3 separate regions of the Sus scrofa genome follow, and all the other regions are linked to region 1. A link is a contact called in public HiChIP or PLAC-seq data. All regions are on one chromosome and are shown on one strand. Each heading gives the region's core, a stretch centred on a gene start, on an enhancer-like site or on the middle of the called end of the contact. The rest is flanking DNA. Distances are from core to core; before and after follow the strand shown. Region 1 has its middle 56 kb from the start of SKOR1. Region 2 overlaps CLN6 (ceroid-lipofuscinosis, neuronal 6, late infantile, variant). Region 3 overlaps PIAS1 (E3 SUMO-protein ligase PIAS1).

Region 1 (2,796 bases), core at 190-2,689:
ATTTGAAACTCATTAACTCTCCAAAGCTCCTTAGATTACCAGGCAAAGTTGCCTGTGGCAATGTTTAGAGAAGGAAGGACTGTCCTTCCAGGCTAGCCTGTATAATCATACTCTGCCTCCCTATAAACTACCACAAAGGAGGCTACATGCAGCTAAGCTTTGGGCTCTGGCTTCGCCATAAATGAGTTCCATCTCCTAGAACTGAAGCAACCACCCAGTGCCTCAGTTCTTTCATCCCTAAAATGGGAATAATAGTAGTGCACCTACCTCATAGGGTGTCCTGAAAATTACAGCCCTCAATTGGTTGTAACTTTCTTTACTCCGTGTTAATTATTATTAGTAGTAACACTTCCTCAGAATTGTTGCACAGATCACAATATGTCTAAATAAACAGATTTTAAGGGCCCCCTGAGCCTGGAAGTAGAGAGGCAGTATCTGTAGAGGTTAAGAGTATAGGGTATCTGCCTGACTGCCTGGATTTGCAGGATGGACACTTAGGAGCTGTGTGCCCTTGGACAAATTACTTAACCTCTCTGACCTTCTCTTTCCTCCTCTTTAAAGTGAAAATAGGAGTTCCTGTTGTGGCTCAGTGGAAATGAATCTGACTAGTATCCATGAGGACGCAGGTTCGATCCCTGGCCTTGCTCAGTGGGTTAAGGATCTGGCATTGCCATGAGCTGTGGTGTAGGTCGCAGATGTGGCTAAGATCTCGAGTGGCTGTGGCTGTGGCATAGGTCCGTGGCTACAGCTCCAAGAGGACCCCAAGTCTGGGAACCTCCATATACTGTGGGTGTGGCCCTACAAAGACAAAATAAATAAATAAATATTAAAAAAATTTAAAAATAAAGTGAAAATAATAGTGTACATTTCACTTACCTGGAAGGAGGCTGGGCCAGGCTTTCTACAGCCAGAGCATCTGTGCTGTGCAAAGAGAGTATTCATCTACTAATAGAATACTTACAAATACTAATACTTTAGAATACTAACAAGATAATTACATTATTATAGTAACAGCATCTATTTCAAAGTGTTGTAGTAGAATAAGCGCTTGCAGAGGGCTTTACATCGTAGAGGACTTTACAACAGTGCCCGGCAACAACTATGTGCCATTATCGTTATTATTACCCCCATTTTGTAGATGAGGAGATTGAGGACCAGAGAGGCGAAGAAACAGGACGCCAGGGGTATGCAGCTAGCCGCGCGTGCAGTGCAGGGCTGGCACTGCAATCCAGGGGTTCCGCCCGCTGTCCCGTAGCCGCCCAGCCCGGGAACTAAACGACTCCTCTCCCCGCCCTCCTCACCCCACCCAGGAAGGCACCCCGGGAATGGAAAGCTGGCCGCCTTCCAGTTCCCTGGGGCCCTGGAGCCCTGCCCCCGCTCCCCCCTCCCCCAGCCCCAGAACAAAGTACACTCCGCCGCGGGAACATTCCAGCCCTTGGAAGGCCAGGCGGGGCGGCGGCCGGGCCCCCGTAGCCTCGCAGGGCGTCTGCGGCCCCGGCCCGGCCCAGCCCCGAGGTGCCCCTGCCTGGCGCCCTCCCGGCCTCCGCGCCAGCCGAGTGTGCAGACGCAATTGCACCGGAGGAATTCTGCCTTCTTTTCCCCAACGGCTCGGACCCCAAACTGAAAAGGCGAGGGACGCGATGGGCGGAGCAGATGCCGAGCCGGGCGCTGGGCCCCGCGGGCACTGAGCGCGAGCGGCGTCCTTCGCGGCGCCAGCGCGGGGCAGAGCCGGCTCCGGGGCGTGTTGGGCCCCCCGGCCTCACAACATTACTTCTTTATAAGAAATTAACGCATGCTTTTGTTTAAAAAAAAAAAAAGGACAAGAAGAACCAGGAGAAAGCGCTCCATTAATCCTACCATTCTGAGACAACTGCTGTTAATTTGGTTATGATCTTGGAGACTTTTTTCTTCTTTTTTTGTCCTTGCAGACTTTTCTATGCACAAAAACACACGGATGTATATTGACATGAAAGGGATCATGCTGTTTGTTTTTAAAGTAATAGAGTTTGGTTTTTAGAGCAGTTTTAGGTTTACAGAAAATTGAGGCGAGAGTGCAGTTCCCCTGTCTCCCCTGTGCCCGCTCTCACAGTTTTCCACTATTAGTAACATCTTGTGTTAGTGTGGCACTTTTGTTCCAATTGATGGACCAAGATTGACACAGCGTTGTCATAAACTAAAGCCCACAGCTCAATTAAGGTTCGCTGTTTGTGCTGTGAAGTTCAAAGTTTTGATTAACGCACAAGGTCGTCTATCTACCATTATAGTATCACGCAGAATACCCTAAGTCCAGTGTCCCACCTACTCTTCCCTCCCCTGGGACCCCTTGTAGCCACTGATCTTTTTACTCTTTCTCTGCTTTTGCCTTTTCCAGTTTGCCATGTGCTTGGAGTCACACAGTAAGGAGAGTTTTCAGGCTAGCTTCTTTTACCAAAGAATATTCTTTTAGGCGTCCTTCGTGTCTTTTCATAGATTAATAGCTCATTTCTTTTTATCACTGAATACTATTCCATTATATGAATGTACCACTGTTTGTTTATCCACTCACCTCTGGAAGGACATCTTGGTTGCCTTCAGTTTGGGGCAGTTATAAATAGGCTGCTGTAAACATTCATCTGCAGGTTTATTATACTGCTGTCCAGCTTGCTTTTTTCAGTTATGAATGGCTTTTGGTGTTGTAAATATAGATGTATATCATCATTTTAACGACTACATGGGATTTATCACAGCTTACTTAACTACCTCCTTTTTTTTTTTTTTTTTTTAACTACCTCCTTTTTTGAACACAGAAATTTTTAT
Region 2 (2,796 bases), core at 167-2,666, 300 kb after region 1:
TCGCCAGAATTTCTGATTCAGTCAGCAGAAGAGCAAGAATTTCCATTTTCCTCTGCCATCCAGATGCTGCCCATCAGGGCCCCACTTTGAGGACCACTGACCTAGAATCTTCTAGGCAGGGTGAAGCCAGGTTGCAGTTAAATATTTCTAGGGAATGGTTTTCACTAAACTGCCCAAAGAGACCTTGGTCAAGAGAAACACAAATCTCCAAGGCTCCAATAATTTGCTGTGATTTCCTTTCAATTCTAAACATCATTTTTAGATGTAATTTATTATTCACTTTTTTTGTTTGTTTCTTATCAAGCATCCCCTAAATTGTATAAGCTTCAGACCCCACCTAAGCAGGCCTGCACCTGCTCAGAAGATATCTATAAAGAACTTCTGTGGAGAATAGGCCCTGGAGAGGCTTTGGAGGAGCAGTGGCTAGAGGTGGGAAGGAGTCAAATGAGGTTGCTGGGCAGGTGGGGGCCCTTGTGTGTTGAGAGGCCAGAGCCCACCCTGAATTAAGAAAATGCAGATTATGACCTGCTGAGTGAGGGCACGATCCACCCACATGGGGGCAGCAGGGAGCTCCCTCCACATCCAGCTCCCACTTTGGGGAAGTGAAACCCATGGGGTCATTTTGACTGAATGCACAGTCTCAATATATCCCCACAAAGGAAGTAAAGTCACAAGATTTATTATTTCAGATCCCAGAATCCAGGGGGCACAAGGAGCCGAGGGAAGGGCCATCCTCCATCCCAGGCCTTAAGGGAGCAGGAGATGGAGGACAGCAAGCACCTGGTATTTATAAGGTGGGGGTGGGGACAGAGGCTGCTAACTTTTCATGGGTTTAAATTCTTAGGTGGTTATTTTATTTATTTATTTTTTTAAGGACCACACCCACAGCATACGGGGGTTCCCAGGCCAGGGGTCGAATTGGCGCTGCAGCTGCCGGCCTACACCACAGCCACAGCAACGCCAGAGCTGAGCTGGATCTATGACCCACACCAGAGCTCCCGGAAATGCCGGATCCTTAACTCACTGAGCAAGGCCAGGGACTGAACCTGCATCCTCATGGATGCTAGGCAGATTTGTTTCTACTGTGCCATGATGGGAAATCCCTTAAGTGGTTATTTTAAAAGGTGCCCGGGAAAAGCAAAACAGGAACTCACAGCTGGAATCCTAAACTCCAATCTTTATGTCCAGACTCTGGGTGGGAGAAGGGTGATCACACTAGAATGCAGAGGCAGCAATTCTGAAAAACAAAGCTGCTTTCATCAAAAGGTGTTTTTCTCATCACAACATGGCCTATGATGGTGCAAGCATTTCCTGTCCCATGCAGCCTCCTCTGTGTTTTCTGCTAAGAGTAGCTCAGTAAGTCCCTGGTGGCTGCACAGTGACTCTCAAAGACCAAGAGCTGAGGCTCCAAGGGATCAAGTGATTTGCCCAAGGCTAAGTGCCAACTTCCCACAGACCAGCCTCCCTGCCTTTCCGCCAAGGGCACCCTCTGCTTCAGCCTCTGGAACAGGCTGGCAGCACAGCCCAGGGGATCAGAGGAGACATCTCTGAGGGGCAGGTCTGGAAAGGCCCAGTCCCAGCCCCCAGACGCCTCTGAAGACAGCTGGCACTAAGAGGCCTTGCTTCCTGGCGGCCCCCCAACCTACTAAGTGGCATGGATGGCAGCACCTGCTCTCAGATGGGAGCATAAGGGGCTGAGTGGGCCCTCAGGGTCTGCCCAGGGCTCCTGCCTAGGCCCCAGACCAGCCACTCCTTTCTCTGCTTCACCCTCCTCCTCCCAAATTCGCACCCCAAGAAGCAGCAGCAGCAGCAGCAGCAGGCAGGCTTGGATTCACACCACCTTTATTCACACCCCTCAGCCCAGATGCTGCCAGCAGACAGGACTCACGGGGCTGGGAGGGACCCCTACATGAAAGGAGAATCTGAGGCACAGGGCTCCCTGAGAGCACAGGGGAGGAGGCGGGGCCTCTGAGCCGCCCGCAGGATTCTGCTGGGAGATCAGCTGTGGGAGGAGACCTGGTCCAGTGTCTGGGGAGGTGGGGGCAGAGGGGGTCCCAGGATGAGGCCTCCCTCTTCTGGGCGCAGGGCCTTGGTGTGGGGGAAGGTGTAGATTCAGGCTGAGACAAGATGTCCCCGTCCCTGCTGAGGGGCTCAGGACACAGTGCAAGTAGGGAGAACTCTGCCTCCAGCTGCCACTAAAAACCTGTGGTTGCGGGGAGAGGGTAGAGACAGCTGCTGGCAGAGCTACGTGGCTGGGGCATAGCCACTGCCAGGCGCCAAGATCAGGTTAGGGGAAGGGCTGGTCTCTGGCTCCCCGCAGCCTGAGGTTCGGTGAGGATCTGGGGTGTGTACCCTCCCAGGGTAGGAGGGGGCAGGGGCCGGGTAGAACCACTCATCCCTCCCGAGGGGTGCACTTTGCTCATGAACACACAGCAAGTTCATGTAACCTGTGTCATCCGGCCTCCAGGGTCGGGGCGGGTCTGAGCAGTGAGCCAGGTCAGGGGGTGACAGGCCAAGTCCCCTCCTGACCTCTGCCCCACTCAGGCCTCTCTTGTGCAGCTACTGGAAGACCCCCAGGAGAAGAGACAGCCCTGAGCAGTGGGAGTGAGGGCCTGACTCCAGTCAGGTGCACAGGAGGACAGGGCCCAGGGCCTGGCCGGGACACACTGCCTCAAACCAGATCCCGTCCTGAGAAGAGCCAAACCGCAGAGACTTGACCAAAACAAGTGACTCTCACAGTGACACTCACTGTACGTGCACAAGCCAGCACACGCACACACCCCATCCATGTGCACA
Region 3 (2,796 bases), core at 171-2,670, 280 kb after region 1:
TAATAACACTGACATGCTGTCTGTGGACAAATAAGTCTCAGAATCTTTAGTCAAGTTGCCACCACCCCCCTTGCTTTGGTCATTCATAATAGGTGTGCATAAGTTTGTGTTTCTGTATAGTACCCTCTGTGTGTGTGTGTGTGTGTGTGTATGTGTGTGTGTGTACACACACACATCTTTGATAAAATAGCTGTTTGACTAGCAGGGTTGAAGTGGCTTTTAATTATTTTGTGGGCATTATTTGAACACATCTTTTGAAAACAATCTGGACCTTAGCCATGCCACACTTGGTTGACTAATTTATTTTGAGTGTTAAAAATTTTCTACTTCTTTTAATTTAGATTTATCACAGTTCTCTATTATTACTGACTTACTTAGCAAAGATTCATTTAAGCTTCTGAAAAATGTGATTTCTTGGCAGATTTTCCTTTGACTCAAATGTCTGAAACTGAATGAAAATGTATCCTGAGTTTTAATTCCTAATTGTGGGAAAAAAAACATTGTTTTTAAACAGTTCCAATTTTAAACACATAAAAAACACTTCAAGATCTTCAGGACTTTAAAGCATATTTGAAATTATTTTAGTAAGAATTTTGTTTTATCAATACATGTTGATTTCTGTTTTTTAATTAAAAGAAAACAAAGATTTCAGAAAGAGGGAGGGAGAATAGCTGGTGGTCCGGGAGTGTGCTGCTGTTAATTGTTTAATTAACAAAGGGGAAAATGTATATAAACAGATATAAAAGTTACCATAAATTCCATGAACTTAAAATCTGTGATTCATTGCCTTAAAACTTTCTCTCTTAGAATTTCCATACCGCATGCCAAACCAGTAAAATGGCTTTTAAAAATGTATAGTAGACCAATGTCAGTTTGTATAAAAGTACCAAGTGAAAATATTTATTACATGCATTGGAAAAAAAAATTGTTTACCTATTGAATGTTACCTGTTTATGTAGAGCTCTTTAGATGTAATAAAAGAAAACCCTTCAGTTAATTTGTCTTCTGTAAAATGCACTGCTGCGTATACAAGGTAAAGGTCCCTGTGAGAAAAAGTGACAATGCTTTGTGCTTCCAGGGCCCCTTTGATCCAGAAATTTCAAAGCAGGACAAGTAACCCATTCTCTTGCAACATGCTTTGAGGGTAAGTAATGAATATACAGCCATCGTTCCCCTTTCTTACTCAAATTTGGCTAGCTTTGTAATGACCCAGAGTCTATTTAGTTTTAAATCTGTTTAATTAATCTGCAAGTTGATTGTTAAGAGCACTGTGGCCTTTTTTGCAAACAATACTAGGTGCTGGGTAAACCAAGTGGAATTTCAGGAATGTGCATGAAACCTGGACATGGGGTGGTGTCAAAGCCTTTCCTGGAGTAGAGATTTAAGTCACTAGAACATCTAAGATCTTGGAATCCTACCCACTGAACATCCATAATTAGAAACACAGTCAGTGGACGCGAGCCCCAGGTTCTAATGGCCATTGCACACCACTTGGGTGTTTTGGCAAGGTACACTTCAGATTCTTGTTAGGCAAATAAGATTAATAACATGCGCTTTAAAACCATACAGGTACCATTGTATGTGGCATATCAAGATGTAAAGTTTTGGAGGAACATACCCTCACTGTTATAGCCCAAAACTTGCTTTGCCTCTACCATCTAAATCACAGCTATCTACTATCCAATCTTTCACATTCCAGATTGGCTGTGCAGGACTAACTTCCTCATATCCATGCTGAGTTAAAAAGAGATGTGGAGCTAGGACCCTTGAGCCTTGCCTAAAAGTGAAATAGAGCGGTTGGTTCTCCGTGGGGTGCCAACATCTAACCAGCCAGCTCACAGGTGGAGTTACCTTGAAGGTAATGAAGTTTGAGCACTGGGGCCCCTCACTTGCTCCGGCTTCTTCCAGGTCCTTAGACCCCACAAAACCTGGATCTCTTGTAACTGTGAACCTAGGATCCCCAGCTAGACAATCACAACTTCACTTACTTTGTGGTTTAGGAGGCTTTTTATTGCCTCCCCCCACAAAAGCCTGCTCTGCTGCTCCTAGGAATCCCTGCTCACTTCCATTGGCAGTTACGCTGTTAGGGAAACAAAAGCAGCTCTCCTTTCTCAGGCCCTCCATTTGGTCTGAAGCCATGCAGCATTGTGAGATAGTTGCACCATGACTGTTTTCTCCCCTGCAGTTTCCTTTGTGTCTGGCCCTTAGATTTGTGTCATGGGTAAATCTCTGAGGGACACACCTCCCTCTTAATTTGGTTTTCTTTTGCTTTAGCCACTACGGCATCGTTAGATGAAGCCACAGCCCAGAGAGCCCAATTTCGATACATATAAGGATGAAAATCTCTGTCCTTAGAGTTCTGCCCTGCTCCCCCTTCAACATGCTGGTGTGTGACTCCAGCCCTTTTTAGGGCTGTCCTGACACTAGCAGTGGATCCACAAGTTTGATGAGTGCACAGCCAGCACCAGCCTGGCACCTCCTGGTTACATAACTAACTTAAAAAGCCGCTTGAGCTGGAAAAGCTCCCAGCAGGACCAGTACCCCTACTGCTGTTTTCTGGAGCTCTTGCTGTGCCATGGCAATGGCCTGTTCCACCCCTTATACTTTTCCTTTAGTCCTGAGGAAATGGCTTGAACCCTGTGATCAATTCTGCCCACTTGAACAGACCATCCTAGTTCCGTGAACCTCTCTGATGTGCCAGGGGAACACTCAAAATCCTGAAGTATCATTAAGGGTCTTCTCAAACTCAGCAAAGCCTCAGTGAATGCACCTCATTACATCTGGTTTCCTTTGGTT

The links. HiChIP or PLAC-seq counts read pairs in DNA pulled down with a chosen protein or histone mark.
Region 2: a contact with region 1 is called in an H3K27ac HiChIP or PLAC-seq map of skeletal muscle, with 5 times the contacts expected there. The contact joins two enhancer-like sites.
Region 3: a contact with region 1 is called in an H3K27ac HiChIP or PLAC-seq map of skeletal muscle, with 4 times the contacts expected there. The contact joins two enhancer-like sites.

What each region holds. Positions count from the first base shown.
Region 1 is chr1:165,808,417-165,811,212 of Sscrofa11.1, forward strand. No RefSeq gene overlaps it. Among named protein-coding and RNA genes, the nearest start is that of SKOR1, 56 kb to the left of the region's middle. Within about 2 kb of position 1,440, at least 45 of the 83 cell types and tissues checked have an H3K27ac peak or open chromatin away from gene starts, as enhancers often do. A contact at or near this core is called in skeletal muscle, where this site is marked.
Region 2 is chr1:166,106,070-166,108,865 of Sscrofa11.1, forward strand. CLN6 (ceroid-lipofuscinosis, neuronal 6, late infantile, variant) reads right to left here. Exons shown (of 7, transcript NM_001243614.1): 7 at 1,826-2,796. Among named protein-coding and RNA genes, the nearest start is that of CALML4, 7.7 kb to the left of the region's middle. Within about 2 kb of position 1,417, at least 22 of the 83 cell types and tissues checked have an H3K27ac peak or open chromatin away from gene starts, as enhancers often do. A contact at or near this core is called in skeletal muscle, where this site is marked.
Region 3 is chr1:166,086,246-166,089,041 of Sscrofa11.1, forward strand. PIAS1 (E3 SUMO-protein ligase PIAS1) reads left to right here. Exons shown (of 14, transcript XM_003121749.6): 14 at 1-997. Among named protein-coding and RNA genes, the nearest start is that of CALML4, 12 kb to the right of the region's middle. Within about 2 kb of position 1,421, at least 3 of the 83 cell types and tissues checked have an H3K27ac peak or open chromatin away from gene starts, as enhancers often do. A contact at or near this core is called in skeletal muscle, where this site is marked.